Linked DNA regions of Rattus norvegicus: regions 1 and 3 are each linked to region 2. The links are chromatin contacts, called in public Hi-C maps. All regions are on one chromosome and are shown on one strand. The core of a region is the stretch at or near the end of the contact, and the rest is flanking DNA. Distances in the headings are between cores, read along the strand shown.

Region 1 (4,863 bases), core at 1,999-4,498, 180 kb after region 2:
GTTGCTTAGCATAGTGAGACCTTCTGGTGGGGGGAAAGAAAGACTCAATTAAAGAAGCAACACCCCAAGGCAGGAATATCAAGGCATGCCCTTACGGGCAGTACTAAGGCAGCATTCAAGCCCTGTCTGCAAGAGACAAACAGAAACCTACCAACAACTACTACTTAAAAAGACAAGAGACTTTGTCTTCAAAAAAATATATACTTTGAAATGTTGCCTCAGGGCTGGAGAGATGGCTCAGTGGTTAGGAGCACTGACTGCTCTTCCTGAGGTCCTGAGTTCAAATCCCAGCAACCACATGGTGGCTCACAACCATCTGTAATGGGATCTGATGCCCTCTTCTGGTATGTCTGAGGACAGCAACAGTGTACTCATATAAAATGGGAATAATAAAGTTAAGCATACCTTTAACAAAAAAAAAGAGGGGTTGGGGATTTAGCTCAGTGGTAGAGTGCTTGCCTAGCAAGCGCAAGGCCCTGGGTTCGGTCCCCAGCTCCAAAAAAAAAAAAAGAAAGAAAGAAAGAAATGTTGCCTCAGGCAGATTTTAGTCAGTACCTGAAGAATAATAGTATTCTGCAAAGCTAGGTGTTATGTTGGAGACATATAAACCAAACCCAGGAAGACTGTTCCAAGTTCAAGGATAGTTTGGACTACATACGAACCAAGAACGTTTATTTACCCTGTCTCAAAGTGTTTTCTAACTCAATTATAAAGTTATGACTAATTAAATTTTAGCTCTGTGATTGATAAGAAACGTAGGTGGGAGATGGATGGGTGAAAACAGTCTGCTGAGCTGAATTTGACCTCCAGAACCCATAAGGTAGGAGAGAACTAGCCAAAAGTTACCCTCTTATGTGACTGTCTGCTCACACACAATTCTTTTTTCCAATGGAAAACTGCATACACCAGGAAACAATGGGGGTCAGACAGAAGTTCAAGATAACCTATTCAGTAGGATTTTAATTTTAATCACATGCACATATAAATTCCAATTCAAATGTCTCTTTAGATTTGGGCACGTAGGTCAATGGTTATCTAGCATGTTGGAGGCACTGGATTCACTTAACTGAAAAGGTATAATAAAAGGTACATAAAATGCATAATAAAAGGGCTCTTCTGGTGGTACGGCACCTTAACACAAGGCAGAGTGTTTTAAACAGGCCTCAGTGAGATCACCTTTGATACTGTTACTTTCATAATCCCTTTCTTGTGTATCACTATGTTGCAAAATGTTTCACAGTTGACTCTGAATGAGTATGTGCAAACCTTAATAGTTTTATATACAATGTGACAATGTAGGGAGGACCCCCATCCACAGGCTTGTGACATAAAGGACCCCACTTACCTTCATTAAGATACTGATGGCACAAGCCATGCCAACAGCACCAACCCCAACAACTGTAATCTTGTTCTGGGGGACCTGTTCTTCCTTAAGAAGATTCACAATCAGCTGGTCCTTGAGGGCTGCCATCTTGGACTTTGAATCTTTTGGGACCTAAGGGGAAAACAACGTGTATCATTGTAGCCTGTCCCAAGATGTACTCACCAAGTTTCTGACTTTAAAAAACGTTGACTTTGCTACCTTTGGACTACTTTCCATTAAGTGACAACATGACAAAAAACAGAAATGGAAAAAACCAAGAATAGTCACAGAGTGCAACGCTCAACGCCAGGGTGTGGTCTGGCTCTCAGCGTGAAGGTCCTCACCTTGAAATGGAAAAATAATACTGAGGTCTCCGTATATGTGTAGCCGCCTGAGTTCTTACTCATCTTGATGAACCCCAAAAGGGATGGTCCCTCCTCTTACACGGTTAAAGAACTGCCCTCCCGCTCTTCTCCCATCACCCAGAGTCCTACAGCAAGTAGGCCCCAAGTTGCTTCCGGAAATACCAAAAATCAAGAGCAGAGGGCGCCAATAACGGCTACAAGGTGCGACCCTAAGGCATAGCAACGTGCTTAGGCCTGCGCACGCGCAAACTTGCTTCCTAACCCCCACCCCCGCAAGAACCCAAGTTGTATGATCAAGCCAGATCTGTAAGACTGGCAGGCAGGGGGCAAGCCGGTGCGCGTGCGCAACTTCAGAACAAGGTGTCATACGTAAGTCTAGTGGCTGCTAGCCATGGATGAGACCTCTTGCAGTAAGTTCGCGGTCAGAGTTGGGCCCCTACTAGAGCCCAAAGCACAAGCAGTGAAGTGGCTGGCAGCCACCTCAGCCTGGCGCCAGGGTGAGATCTCAAATGCCCATACCAGAAACCAGGACCTTCACACGGTGAGGCCTCGTTGGCCAGGATGTGGCCGCTAAGGGAAATTTCTTCAGTTCCAAAATGCGGATACAATTGTGGAGGGTCTGAGACCCAGAGCCTCCCCCGCAGTACCACGAGGGCCACCTTTCCCAGCAAGCACCACGTCTATTTTTGAAATCGTTCCAAAGTGCAAAAGGACTCGGCAAGATCTCTGGGCAAGCAGCCTAGGGCCATCAGGCAGGAATCCGGTCTCCTTACAACCGCTGCTATTTCTAGACAGCCTTGAGAGGTTTCTGCAGGCTGGGGGGCAGGGCGGGGGGGTCTTCCCGCAGATAATCTGCCTCACGCAAACCTCATTTTCGTGCTCTATTGGGACAGGGTGCGGCTACTCCCCACCTACGACCCGATGGGTGTCGCAGGCCTCTCAGCTACAGGTTTCCTCCTTCCGTCTAGGGTGTAGAGGAAGGACTGCAACTCTTCCCGCTTCCTCTCCGCACGCAGCGCGCTTAGCATGATCCCCAGACACATCAGGAGCTTCTTAACAAACCCCATTTAGGTCAACAGCGCCCTTTAATCTGCAGGAAACATCCACTCCACCGAGCCCACGCAAGGGAAAATGCAAACCGCACGAAGGCTCTTAATACCCGCCCCGGACGGGCTGAGGCTCTTTCGGCCCCCATGGGCTCGAGTTACCCGTCCTCCCGTCTCGCACGGCTCTCTGGTCCCTGTTCGGTGGCTCCCGACCTTCAGGCCCGCCATCCCCCTAACCCTTCTTCTCACACCGATCTCGCCGCCCCAGGCTGGGTGGGGCCGCCTGCTCCGTTCCCCAGAGCACAGTAGCCCACGCGTGCCCAGGTCTGAACACCCACCCTGCACCTCCACCCCAGGTAGGAACGCCCTGTGCGGGTAGCATGGGTCCCGACCGTACCGCTTAGTGCACGATGGGGGACGACGGGCGAGCAGCAGCAGTAGCGTGCGCGAGATCGGCGACAGTGGCTCCAGCACGCAGAGCTGCACGCGGGCGGGGCCTTAAATGGAAGCTCCGTGCTGACGTCAGAGTGGAAGCCCAGCGGACGTGCGGGAACCCACGTGTAGGCTGGGCTAGGGGCGGGCGTCCAGCCGGGCTAGGCGCCACCAAGATCGGGGCGGCGCGCGCAGCACGATGGCTCTGTAAGGGTGGCTCCACATGTGCTGCGACACCTCTAAGAATGGCCAGCCGGACATGCTCCTCAGCCCTAGAAGCAGGAGCCCGAAATGCATCGATCCTCCGCTTCCTTCTCCGTAAAACTTGTGAGACTCAGAAAAACCCTGGTCACTTTCTTCATTGCTGTTCCCAGCGCCGGGGACAAGTTCTGGCAGGCAACAGGCCCTCAGGAAACATTGCGTGAAAAAGCACCTTGTCGGTCTGTCCACCATAACAGTCTATCAGATGGGCCGGCCTTTCTCCTGCTGCTTCACTTAAAAAGCCTCAAACCAGGACGTGTCTCAGCATTTGAGGGCTTACGAATGACTTGGTCAGTTTACATCCGTGTCTGCCTTTAAATTTCTTTCTGTAGGCCAGTTCCTATTCCTCTCCCAGCTTCCGCTAAATCCTATGTGAATCTTAAGGTACTCCACCACTGACAGGATGTGAAATGGAGTTTGCTACTGCTTTGATTTCCTTAGTGATGGGAAGAATCGTGACTTTCAACCCTGCTCACCCATCTCCCTGGAAGAGACGCGTTTACTGCAGATTAAGGTCTATTATACTCTCAAACAAGATTTGAAGGGCTTTGAGTTGCAGGGAGCTGGAGGTGGAGGGCAAATGAAGCTCACAGCCCCTAATTTTGCTCAACTGTACATTGTGATGTCTTTTATAATAAACAGAGTAGGCTAGGATTGTGGCCAGGGCAGAGACACTTGCCTTGCATACACAAAGGCCTGAGTCCCATCCTCAGCAGAACGCAAATAAAATAAATTTAAAAGTCACAACAGTTGGATATGGGGAGATGGCTCTGCCATGAAGACCACAAAAGTTTGTAACTCCCCAATCCAGGGGTTCCAGTACCCTCTTTTGATCTTCACGGAGTCTCCCTCCCCCATATACATAGTTAAAATGAATCTTTTTAAAAGTCAGAATAGGGGTTGGGGATTTAGCTCAGTGGTAGAGCGCTTGCCTAGCAAGTGCAAGGCCCTGGGTTCGGTCCCCAGCTCTGAAAAAAAAAAAAAGGAAAAAAAAAAAAGTCAGAATAAGGGGCTGGAGAGATGGCTCAGTGGTTAAGAGCACTGACTGCTCTTCCAGAGGTCCTGAGTTCAAATCCCAGCAACCGCATGGTGGCTCACAACCATCTGTAATGAGATCTGATGCCCCTTTCTGGTGTGTCTGAAGACAGTGACAGTGTATATAAGAAATAAATCTTTGGGGGCTGGAGAGATGGCTCAGCGGTTAAGAGCACCCGACTGCTCTTCCAGAGGTCATGAGTTCAATTCCCAGCAACCACATGGTGGCTCAACCATCTGTAAAGAGATCAGATGCCCTCTTCTGATGTATCTGAAGACAGCTACAGTATACTTATATATAATAAAGATAGTTGTTGAGTGGTTTAAAAAAAAAAAAAGAAAGAAAGAAATCTTTTTGGGG
Region 2 (4,897 bases), core at 2,251-4,750:
CAAGCCTGTACATGTAGCTATACTTTAAATTTATCTTAAAAAACAAACAAACCCTTAATTTTCTTTTGGTGCTGGGGATTGAGGCGAGAGATCTACGTGTGCCAAGTGCAGGCTCTAGCTCTGAGCTATGCCTCCAGCACCTTAGAGATGGATTCGCTCTCTTTTAGGACATATCGTACTTCATACTTTCTCCAACAATGATCTCAGAGATCATCCCAGGTACACATACAGATCTAGTTCCTTCTTTGTGGGGGATACAAACTCCCACTCCATTGTTCCCCAACCAGCAGACATTCATGACCTTTTTAATGTTGTTCTTGTTTTCCTTTGTTAACTTCCTGAATGACATTCTATGGTGTGTGTGTAGTTGGGGGGATGGGGAGGGGCGAGTGTAGGTGCACGTGCCATGCATGCATGGAGGTCAGAGGACAACTCGCAGGAGTCAGGTCTCTCCTTTCACTGCCTGGGTCCTGAGGCTCAGAGTTGAGCTGTTGGACTTGGTGGCAGGAGCTCTCTCAGCTGACCCCAGTCTTCTGCTCTTCTAAAGCTGCAGTGAATACCTAACTGTCCCAGTGACTTTGGATACACACCTATTGGTTTTGGCAGAACATACATCTAGAAAGATAATTTCTACATCCAAGTAGTTATTTAACATTTTTAAATTAAAAGTAAAATTTTAAAATTAAAAGTGTGGGGCCGGAAAGGTGATTCAATAGTTATGAGCACTTCCAGAGGACTGAAGTTCAGTTCTCAGATTATACATGAGACAACTCACCACTGCCTAGAACTCCAGCTCCAAGAGACCAGATGCCCTTCAATACTGATGTACACATACCTACCGACATACACAAAGTTAAAATACTAAGGCCAGGCGTGTAACCCAGAGAGGCAGAGGCAGGCAGATCTCTACGAGAGATTCAAAGCCAGCCTGGTCTACAGAGTAAGTTCCAGGATAGCCAAGGTTGTCAAGAAATACTGTCTCAAAACAGACAAACAACAAACCACAATAATAAGATACTCTAGAAAACTGCATGAAGTCAATGCTGACACAGACAATATTTGGGAAGAACTCAGTCATTCAATTCGACCACTACTTAATAAGCTTGCTATGAAATTTTGATTGCTTATGTTAAAAAAAAAAACCTAGAAGCATGTCTAGCACACAAGAAGCTACCTAAAGCATTAGGCTTTTATATTTTACCAAACTGACCTCAAATACTTTCATGAGAGTACATTTCCCTTTCCTTTACAGCATTGCTTATTTGGAATTTGAATTGTGTCAATCTAAAGGGAATAAATACTATGTCATTGGGACTTTCATTTCTTCCTGCCTCCCCGCTCAGAACCTCACTATTGTAGCTCTAGCTGTCCAGGCTGGACTTAAACTCGCCTGTCTCTGCATTCCAAGTGCTGGGATTAAAAGCGTCTGCAATGATGCCACACTCTGACTTCTGTCTTAAAAAGCTTCTCCCTACCCTCCTACCCTGGCCCTCAGTACCATCTCAACCTTCGTCACATTTCTCATCTTATTTCTTACCAACGTAAATATATCTGCTAAATTCTTGATTCAATCTGTGCTCATAGTCCAACTGTAGCTGTTAAATTCTAAATTTGCCAGCTGAGGTATAGGAGACCCAGCTAAATTTAATAACAAAGGTTTCCAAATGCCATTTTATTTGCAAACTCTAGCAACTCTCCGTTCTGCACTGTCCTTCATCAGTAGTTACTACTTTCTGCGTTATGCAGTTATTCCTGGTCATGAGAATTAAAGCCTTAGTCGGGCAGGGGCTGGGCCTTTATACTGTTCATCAGTTCTTTCTCTGGAACTATCTGCTGAATTCATTGTTTCTCCTTGTAAAGGGAGTGTGGTGGCCATTCCTGGTTGTCAACTTGACTATATCTGGAATGAACTACAATCCAGAATTGAAAGGCTCATCTGTTATCCAGATCTTGATGCTAGAAGACAAAAGTTTCTGACCTGGATCTTGGCCTGGAGATCTTGAGGCATAGTGGCCATGAAAAGCTTAGGCCCGGGCAAGGTAGTACAGCCTTTAATCCCAGATGAGGCAAGGAGATCTCTGAGTTCAAGGTCAGCCTGAGACAAATCAAGTCCCAGATACAGGCTTGAAGGTACACACACCTTTAATCTAGGCCACGCCTTCTGCTGGGCCACACCTTCTGCTGGAGGCCTATATAAGGACATTGGAAGAAGGAAGATTCACTCTTTTTTGCCTGATCCTACTTGCCAGCAGATCTGTTGGAACCTACTTCTGAAACCACTAGTCTCGTGGGACTGAGTAAGTATTAGATTCTTGAATTTCCCATTCATAACCATTGTTGGGTTAGTTGGACTACAGACTGTAAGTCATCACAATAAATTCCCTCAATATAGAGACATTCCCTAAGTTCTGTGACTCTAGAAAACCCTAACTGAATTATGTTGGGTTAGGGAGAGTTCTTAAGATATGAGGCTAAGGAAGAGGAAAATTAAGAATTCCAATACTGCCAGCCCATGATGTCACATGCCTTTAATCCTACCACTTGGGAGACAGAGGCAGGTGGAGCTCCGAGTTTGAGGCTAGCCTGGTCTACAGAGTAAGTTTCAGCACAAACAGGGCTACACAGACAAACCCTGTCTTGAAAAGAAAATAGAAAAAAAAAAATTCTAGGGGGAAAGCAAGTTTCATCTTGGTCTCTTACCCAGCCTAAAGTGGAGCCATTCCAATACAGCAGTCTAACATCAATTCACAGAATAAGGTCTACAGAATACACTCACCCCTTTCAACTGTACCAAAAAAAAAAAAAAAAGTAAATAATGCAGCCACCCCCCCCCAACAGTTCAGTTTGGGGGTATTTCCATCACACAGAACGATCCGTAGCCCATTCCCACCCCCAGACCCAGGTATATAGAGTTATTCACGTGTACTTTATTGAGCTGGAATGACCAAGTTCAAGATAACTCAAAAGAAACTCAGGCTAGACTCCCAATGAATGCTCTATGTTCTGCAGTGCGTCAGAGTCAAGTTCTGCTTGGCATGTGACTAAAGTCTTCGCTCATTCCCTAGGCTTTTAAAAAAGCAGCGGGGTGCCTCCGTGAGATAACTGACTTCGGAGAACCAGGCGAAGAACAGGATCTGTTTGCGCATGCGTAGCTTCGGGGCTCCCGAGAGACAAACTGAGATCCCTTGCTCCAGACCTGTCGCACCAGCTGTTGGAACCCCGCCATTAGGAATCTAAGCATCCACCCGTGACACCTACAGAGTCCAGATATGGAAGGGGGTACAGTGCCCACCCCACACCGGAACTTGCACTGAAATCCTCTCCCGCCGCGAAGATCCTCAAACTCATCACTCTCCCCGGCACACACACAAAACCCTTATCCACGCCCCTAAGCTGCCATATTGCGTCTGATTGGCTGCAAAACGCTTCAGTCCCACCCATTTGAGCCAACGCCAACGGCCACGTACCCGTTTTACGTGTCTTACCTCCGAAAGCGGAAGTTGCGCAAATACTCGCGAGCGCTGCGGAGTCGCTGAGTTTTGTGTGTGTGTACACACACATACACATATATTGTATTCGGCTGCAGCGCGGGGGCGGTACACGGCATTAGAAGGCGCCGGAAGTGTCGGTGTTGAGGGGCGGCGGGAGAAGGGCCACCAAGGCAAGCCAGTCAGTAGAGCTTAGGCTCAGCGAGCAACAAGACTCGCGTCCGCCGCTTCCCGAGTCCCCGGCTCAGCCGGGCTGTTCTCTTCAGCCAGACATGGACTTCAGGGAAATCCTCCTGATCGCTTCCAAAGGACAAGGTGTCAACCATGTACCGGTGAGTCACCGGGGTTTCTGTAGGAAACCCAGGCGTCAAGTTCGTATGTGGTGGGTGGAACTTCCAGGGGAGCGCCTGTCGGCCTCAGGGAGACCTGAACTACGCACGCCCTCTTCTGGAGTTTCCGCGGAGATTTGGGTACACAAGGGCTGGGGATGGGAAAGGGAGATCTTTCTTGGGGTCGGTCTCACCAGCTCATGTGCCCTGAAAAGTAGGCTTTGCGGCTTGCGGGTTGTTTTTTTTGTTTTTGTTTTTGTTTTTGTTTTTGTTTTTTTTTTTGGTTTTTTTGTTTTGTTTTTAAGAGTTGCGCAAAGTAGGGGATGAGCGGCGCCTGACAGGGTACTGTGTAGCATTAGTAGCCCCTGACTTCCAATAAACTTCAGCCCCTAAATTGAGGACCAGTATAGCCAGGAAACTCGGGGACTTTAAGGACTTCGCCTGATAGCCTTTGGGTCTTTTTAGCGGTGTCGAATACGGATTTTCAGGTGAATGTTTAGTGATTTCTTGAAAGGGTTCTCTGGTTCGTAGCCCCACCCACTGAACCAAAGATGAATCACCTGCCAAGGAGGTATTTTATATTGGAAAGAGTTCAGGGCTTTGCAGGAAATTCATTGCCAACTAACTGTAAGGTGATCATGTGGGCTGCGGATGTGTGGTAGACCTTTTATTTGCCGCATGTCCCTTGGATCTATCGATTCTCTATGCGAGCGGGTTTTCAGCTTTCATTTCCTAGTGGACTTCCAGATTTTGGGGTTCTGTTTGCTCAGTAGATGTGTGAGTTCGATTATATTCTCAGAGGTAAATACTGAAGTGGCGCCACATCTGCTTTCTGGGGTTGTAGCTGTTTTGCATAAACTAATCATTTCTGGATCACCAGAAGGTACCCACAGAACAACTGTAAACCGATATATCGCATTGTGATACCTGTGATTTAATCAGTGAAGTGTGGGACTTAACCTTTTAGAGTCAGTCAGATGAAACTTGAGATCTCACTTGCATTCTGCAAAATTTATAATTTTGTATGTTGCTGTACTTTTTCCTCTCGTCACTTCTTGTCAAATCCAGCCTATTTTTTTA
Region 3 (4,713 bases), core at 1,433-3,932, 230 kb after region 2:
TTGCATTGTTATCTCTTCTTGTGACTAGTTTTGCTTTTAAGAATCTTAAAGGGTAATGAGTTATAGAAATAAATGATCTCTGAAACGAGCACTCGGAAGACAGAGGGAGGTGGATCCCTGTGAGTTCCAGGTGAGCCTGGTCTACAGATTGGGTCAAGATTGAGCCAAGGCTGCTCAGCGAAACCCTCTCTTAAAACAAACAAAAAAAACCAAAACAACAACAAAACCAAAAACAAGAGAAACAGAATTTTAGGGTTGATAAATTATTGGCAATTTTCGAAATTGTTTTCAAAATGTTTTTCGGTGCCCTTAAAAGACAGGAATAAGGCCCGCCTAAATTCTGCTTCACAGTAGCATGTTGCCTTTTTTTTTTTTTTTTTTTTTTTTTTTTTGAGACAGAGTTTCTCTGTGTTGACCTGCCTGTCCTGGAACTCCCTCAATTCAGAAATCTGCCTTCCCCTGCCTCCCAGTGCTGGGATTAAAAAGGCACGTGCCACCAACTTCCAGCTTCCATGTTGCTTTTTTATGTTGGAATTTCAGGCAAAAATTCATGGGCAAAATGTTTCGCGTCTTTAAAACCACTAGGGCTGAAGAGATGACTCAGCGGTTAAGAGCATTGGTGTTAAGAGCACTGGCTACTCTCCCATAGGACCTAAGGTTCAATTTCCAGCACCCACATGGCAGTTCACAACTTTAATTCCAGTTCTAGGGAATCTGACCTTATGCAAACATATGGGCAGGCCTAACACCAATGTACATTAATAAAATTAACCAACTTAAAAAAAAAAAAAAGGAAACCACTAGTCTGGGGCTAGGTGTGGTAACGCACACCTTTAACCTTCGAATTCAAGAGGCAATTGATCTCTGTGAGTCAAGGCCAGCCTGGGCTACAAAAAAAGAGTTCCAGGACAGCTAGGACTGTTACACAGAGAAAACTTGTGGAGAGTGGAGGGTCAGGAGAGGAATGAAAGGAAGGAAAAGGAAGTCACAAGTCTGGATATTGATTGGAGCCAAGCCCTTAGTGTGTTTCAAGTCAATTTTCTGTTCCCAGGCCTGCATGCTTACCAAGCAATCTACATTGAGCTGTACTTACAGTCTTGTATTATTATTATTATTTTTTTGGGGGGGTCATCTCTGGAAATGAAACCCAGGATCTTACAGGGCCTAGCAAGAACTCTTAGCTTTGAGCTGCATTCCAGACTCTCAAACCTGTTTTACGGTATTTTAAACTGGAGTCTTTAAATGAGCAACAACAAAAGTCAGCCAAACCAACTACGAAAAACAAAAACAAACAAGACCCCCAAATTAAACTGTGTATAAGTGAGGACACAACTTCCGGAAATTGGTTCTCTCCTTCCACCACGTGGGTCCCAGAGATGGAACTCAGGTTTGGCAGCAAGTACCTTTACCAGTTGAGCCATCTCACTGTAGCCCTGGGCATAAGTTTTAACATCTTTCTCCCACCCTTGTTTTACAGATGGTAAAATGGGCATGTAAGGGTCAATTTCGCATTAATTTAGCTTCTAAGAATACTGGAGATCTTAGAAAGAAAAGTAATCACATATTTACATGTATTGTGTCCGCTTTACATTACAAGACTGTCAAACTGGTCATAACTAAAACTGGGTGTGTGGCTCAAGCTTTAATAACAGTTTGAAGAGCAGGATGACAGGTGCAAGCAAAATGCACGAGGCCACCAAGGTTAGAGGGCTTCTTTTACAGGAGTCGAAAGACTCTCCAAGGCAGACTTCCTAACGGGAAGGGCCTCGGTGTCTCGGAGAAACCTCACTTCCTTCGTTCTCAGGTGAGTCTGATTCTAGTTCCTCCCCGCGGAAGAACGGAATGCCTTTAGGCAGTAGATTAAGGGTCAGGGCACCTCCTTCCCATTTCGGGATAAGAAGGGCAAACCACACAGCCAGTTTGTAAGGGTCGTGGAGACTACTACAGCGAAGAGCTCAATCCGCGCTGCCCCGCGCCCCCGGGGCCTGTCAGACCCTCACTGCCAGCTCAACCCCATTCTTCGGTCTGAACTTACCAGGTGGGAGCTACTGTCTCCGGCCTGGGGTGCGTGAACCGCGTCCTGTCGGATCTGGCTCCGCCGAGCTTCTCACAGCCGCTGCACGGAGGAGGGTGAAACCCTGCGGCCGCAGCCGTCGCCACCGCCTCTGTTGCCGGGGGGTCTCGCCTCCATCGCTGGCTGCGAGGGCGCTGAGGGCACGTGACCGGAAATGACAGGGCGGGCCTCCGGGGCACGTGACCACCACTGTGGCCGCCATGACACCTTCCGCTAGCTCCCGCCCTCCCCCACCGGTTCCCGCCTGTTTTGTTTCTCCTCTTCGGTCTCGAGTGGCGGAGAGTTTCGGGATTCAGTTTGGCTCGCCTTTCTCCCTAGAGAGCATCCGGTCCGGATCGATGATGCGTCCTCGGCCCGAGTCGGTTCTCTGACTGCAGGCCGCAGGGAGCGTAATCGCGACCGCGGCCGGAGGGGGAGGGAGCACGCGCGGGGGAGGGGCGTGACCGTCACGTGACAAGGAAGTGCCGTTAACAGCGCTTTCCCGATTCCTGGCGCCTCTGGATGACGTCATCAAGGGAGGGAGGAGCGATAGTGTGTCTGAAGTTCAGGTTCCGCTGTCAAGGCATGTTGAGAGTCTGTGGAGCCTGCTAAGGAAAGCGATCACTAGTCAGTTTGCGGTTCTATGATCCTGGCTTGGAAAATCTGCTTCCTGGACTTCTCCAGAGCGACAGCTGCGGTTTACAGTTAGGGCGGTTTAAAAGTTAGTTGTGATTGACAGGAGCTTCTTGTGGTAAGGGACTTGTTCTGCTCTTTCTTCATCTCCAGCAGAACCTCCAGGGCCTAAAACACGGTAGGCACTTGGAACAATGAATGAATGAATGAATGAATGAATGAATGAATGAATGAATGAGGTAGAGTTCTAATATGGAAATAAAATATTGATTTCCCTTTGCAAAATTTCTTCAATTTTTGTTACTTTGTGTCTTTCGAGTCTTTCCTTTCACATACCTTGTGGGACTCGATACACCATGGTTTGCTTTGGCTTAGTGAGCAGCAATCACTGTCTACCACTCTTGAATTATCATAAAAAAATCTCGGGAAGTGGAAAAAATGACGATCTTACATGTATTCTACTTTCATTTATTATTGGGGGAGGAGGTGGCATGGCTTTTTTTAATTGGTTCTCTCCTTGCATCTTTTTGTGAGTTCTTGGGCCCTAAGTTGTGTTACCAGGCACAGCAATAAACCATCTCTTGGGCCTTTTTTCCCCTTTTCCTTTATGTTTTCTTTCGTGTATTCTACTTTCAAGACTTCTTTTTGGGTGTGGGGAGCGTTGTGACTCTTGGGAAAACCAACCTTATAAAAAGATGGTAGATGTTCACTGATTTCCCATCTTCTAAGAGGCTAGTGTTCTTTAATTTTTTTTCCTGACAGCACACAGAAGTAACGTTTAATCTCAGCTTTTTAGAAAAGCAGAGCTTATTGGGTTAAGAATATTTAATGAGGGCTGGGGATTTAGCTCAGCGGTAGAGTGCTTGCCTAGGAAGCACAAGGCCCTGGGTTCGGTCCCCAGCTCCGAAAAAAAGAACCAAAAAAAAAAAAAGAATATTTAATGAACCTCGTAATTAAAGCTACAGAAGTTCACATGTATGTACAGAAAGAGGAAGGGAAGAGTTCAGGATAGGTGAATAGCAGGAGAAGGGTAAGATGGGAGATGAAGCTTAAAAAGGAAGTAAAGATGAGATCACATTGTATGGAAAAGGAAGCTGGGTTTTTTGTTTTTTGTTTTTTTGTTTTTTTGTTTTGTTTTTTGTTTTAGCTACTACTAGTTAGAAGTCAGTTTTAAGTTTCCTATTGAGAATGTCAAGAGAGAGGCTTCTTCCCACAGATTTTCTGGAAGGCTTGACCTTCACTGATTTATCACTCTGCACTTTAAAATCTGTGTTTCCTAGCATCTGCCCATAGCACTTTACAGAACATGGACAAACTTTCCGCACTGAATCCTTCTGTGACCTACCAACTTGAGTTTAGGTTCCTTGGTTTAGAGTTAGAAGTGCTTTGTACCTTGCCCCAAATTTGCATTTTATATTTAACCAAGGACTAAACTCCGAGGACTAATTCTCCAACTACATTCAGCACTTTTCTGTTTCTGCTGTTTGAGCTCTGCCTGCTACCCTTTCCCCTTTTCCTCCTGATAAAAGATGGCCTGGGAGTACTGGTACTTCTTTTAGGGTTTTTTTTCCTGTGGTTTTCTTTGACTTACTGTTATCCTTTATGAGAATTTTGTGTGTGTTTGTATATGTGTGTTGTATTGGTGATGTTCTTTTTGACTAGAATTGATTTCCGGGATTCTTTTTTTTTTTTTTTAATTTACTTATTTATTATATATAAGTACACTGTAGCTGTCTTCAGACACACCAGAAGAGGGCATCAGATCTCATTATAGATGGTTGTGAGCCACCATGTGGTTGCTGGGATTTGAACTCAGGACCTCAGGAAGAGCAGTCAGTGCTCTTAACCACTGACTGCTCTCTTCAGCCCAATTTCCGGGATTCTTTTACTTATCACAGCTTCATGACTGTTACTATTATTTCACTAACTACCTCAAGAAAGGAAGTGACTGAGATAAGGAGTTTTCTTGGATAAGGAGTTGTTAAATATTTTGAATGTAGTCATGCTAAGTTTTTTGGTTTTTAGTT

The links. Hi-C and Micro-C count contacts between places; a contact is called where the count stands out from the background.
Region 1: a Hi-C map of liver shows a contact between it and region 2, with 3 times the contacts expected there. The contact joins the promoter of Ldha here to the promoter of Spty2d1 in region 2. A contact is called at or near these places in 3 of 12 Hi-C or Micro-C datasets (the A7r5 cell line, liver and mammary epithelial cells).
Region 3: a contact with region 2 is called in a Hi-C map of mammary epithelial cells, with 2.8 times the contacts expected there. The contact joins the promoter of Hps5 here to the promoter of Spty2d1 in region 2.

What each region holds. Positions count from the first base shown.
Region 1 is chr1:106,506,477-106,511,339 of GRCr8, reverse strand. Ldha (lactate dehydrogenase A) reads right to left here and starts at 3,248. Exons shown (of 8, transcript NM_017025.2): 1 at 3,172-3,248; 2 at 1,346-1,495. The coding sequence starts at 1,471.
Region 2 is chr1:106,684,474-106,689,370 of GRCr8, reverse strand. It overlaps Spty2d1 (SPT2 chromatin protein domain containing 1), which reads left to right and starts at 3,500. Exons shown (of 6, transcript NM_001401713.1): 1 at 3,500-3,820. The coding sequence starts at 3,761. It overlaps LOC134483110 (a long non-coding RNA gene), which reads right to left and starts at 3,619. Exons shown (of 3, transcript XR_010060047.1): 1 at 3,486-3,619. It also overlaps the pseudogene LOC134483109.
Region 3 is chr1:106,455,189-106,459,901 of GRCr8, reverse strand. It overlaps Hps5 (HPS5, biogenesis of lysosomal organelles complex 2 subunit 2), which reads left to right and starts at 2,682. Exons shown (of 23, transcript NM_001135612.1): 1 at 2,682-2,864. It overlaps Gtf2h1 (general transcription factor IIH subunit 1), which reads right to left and starts at 2,210. Exons shown (of 15, transcript NM_001399644.1): 1 at 2,036-2,210.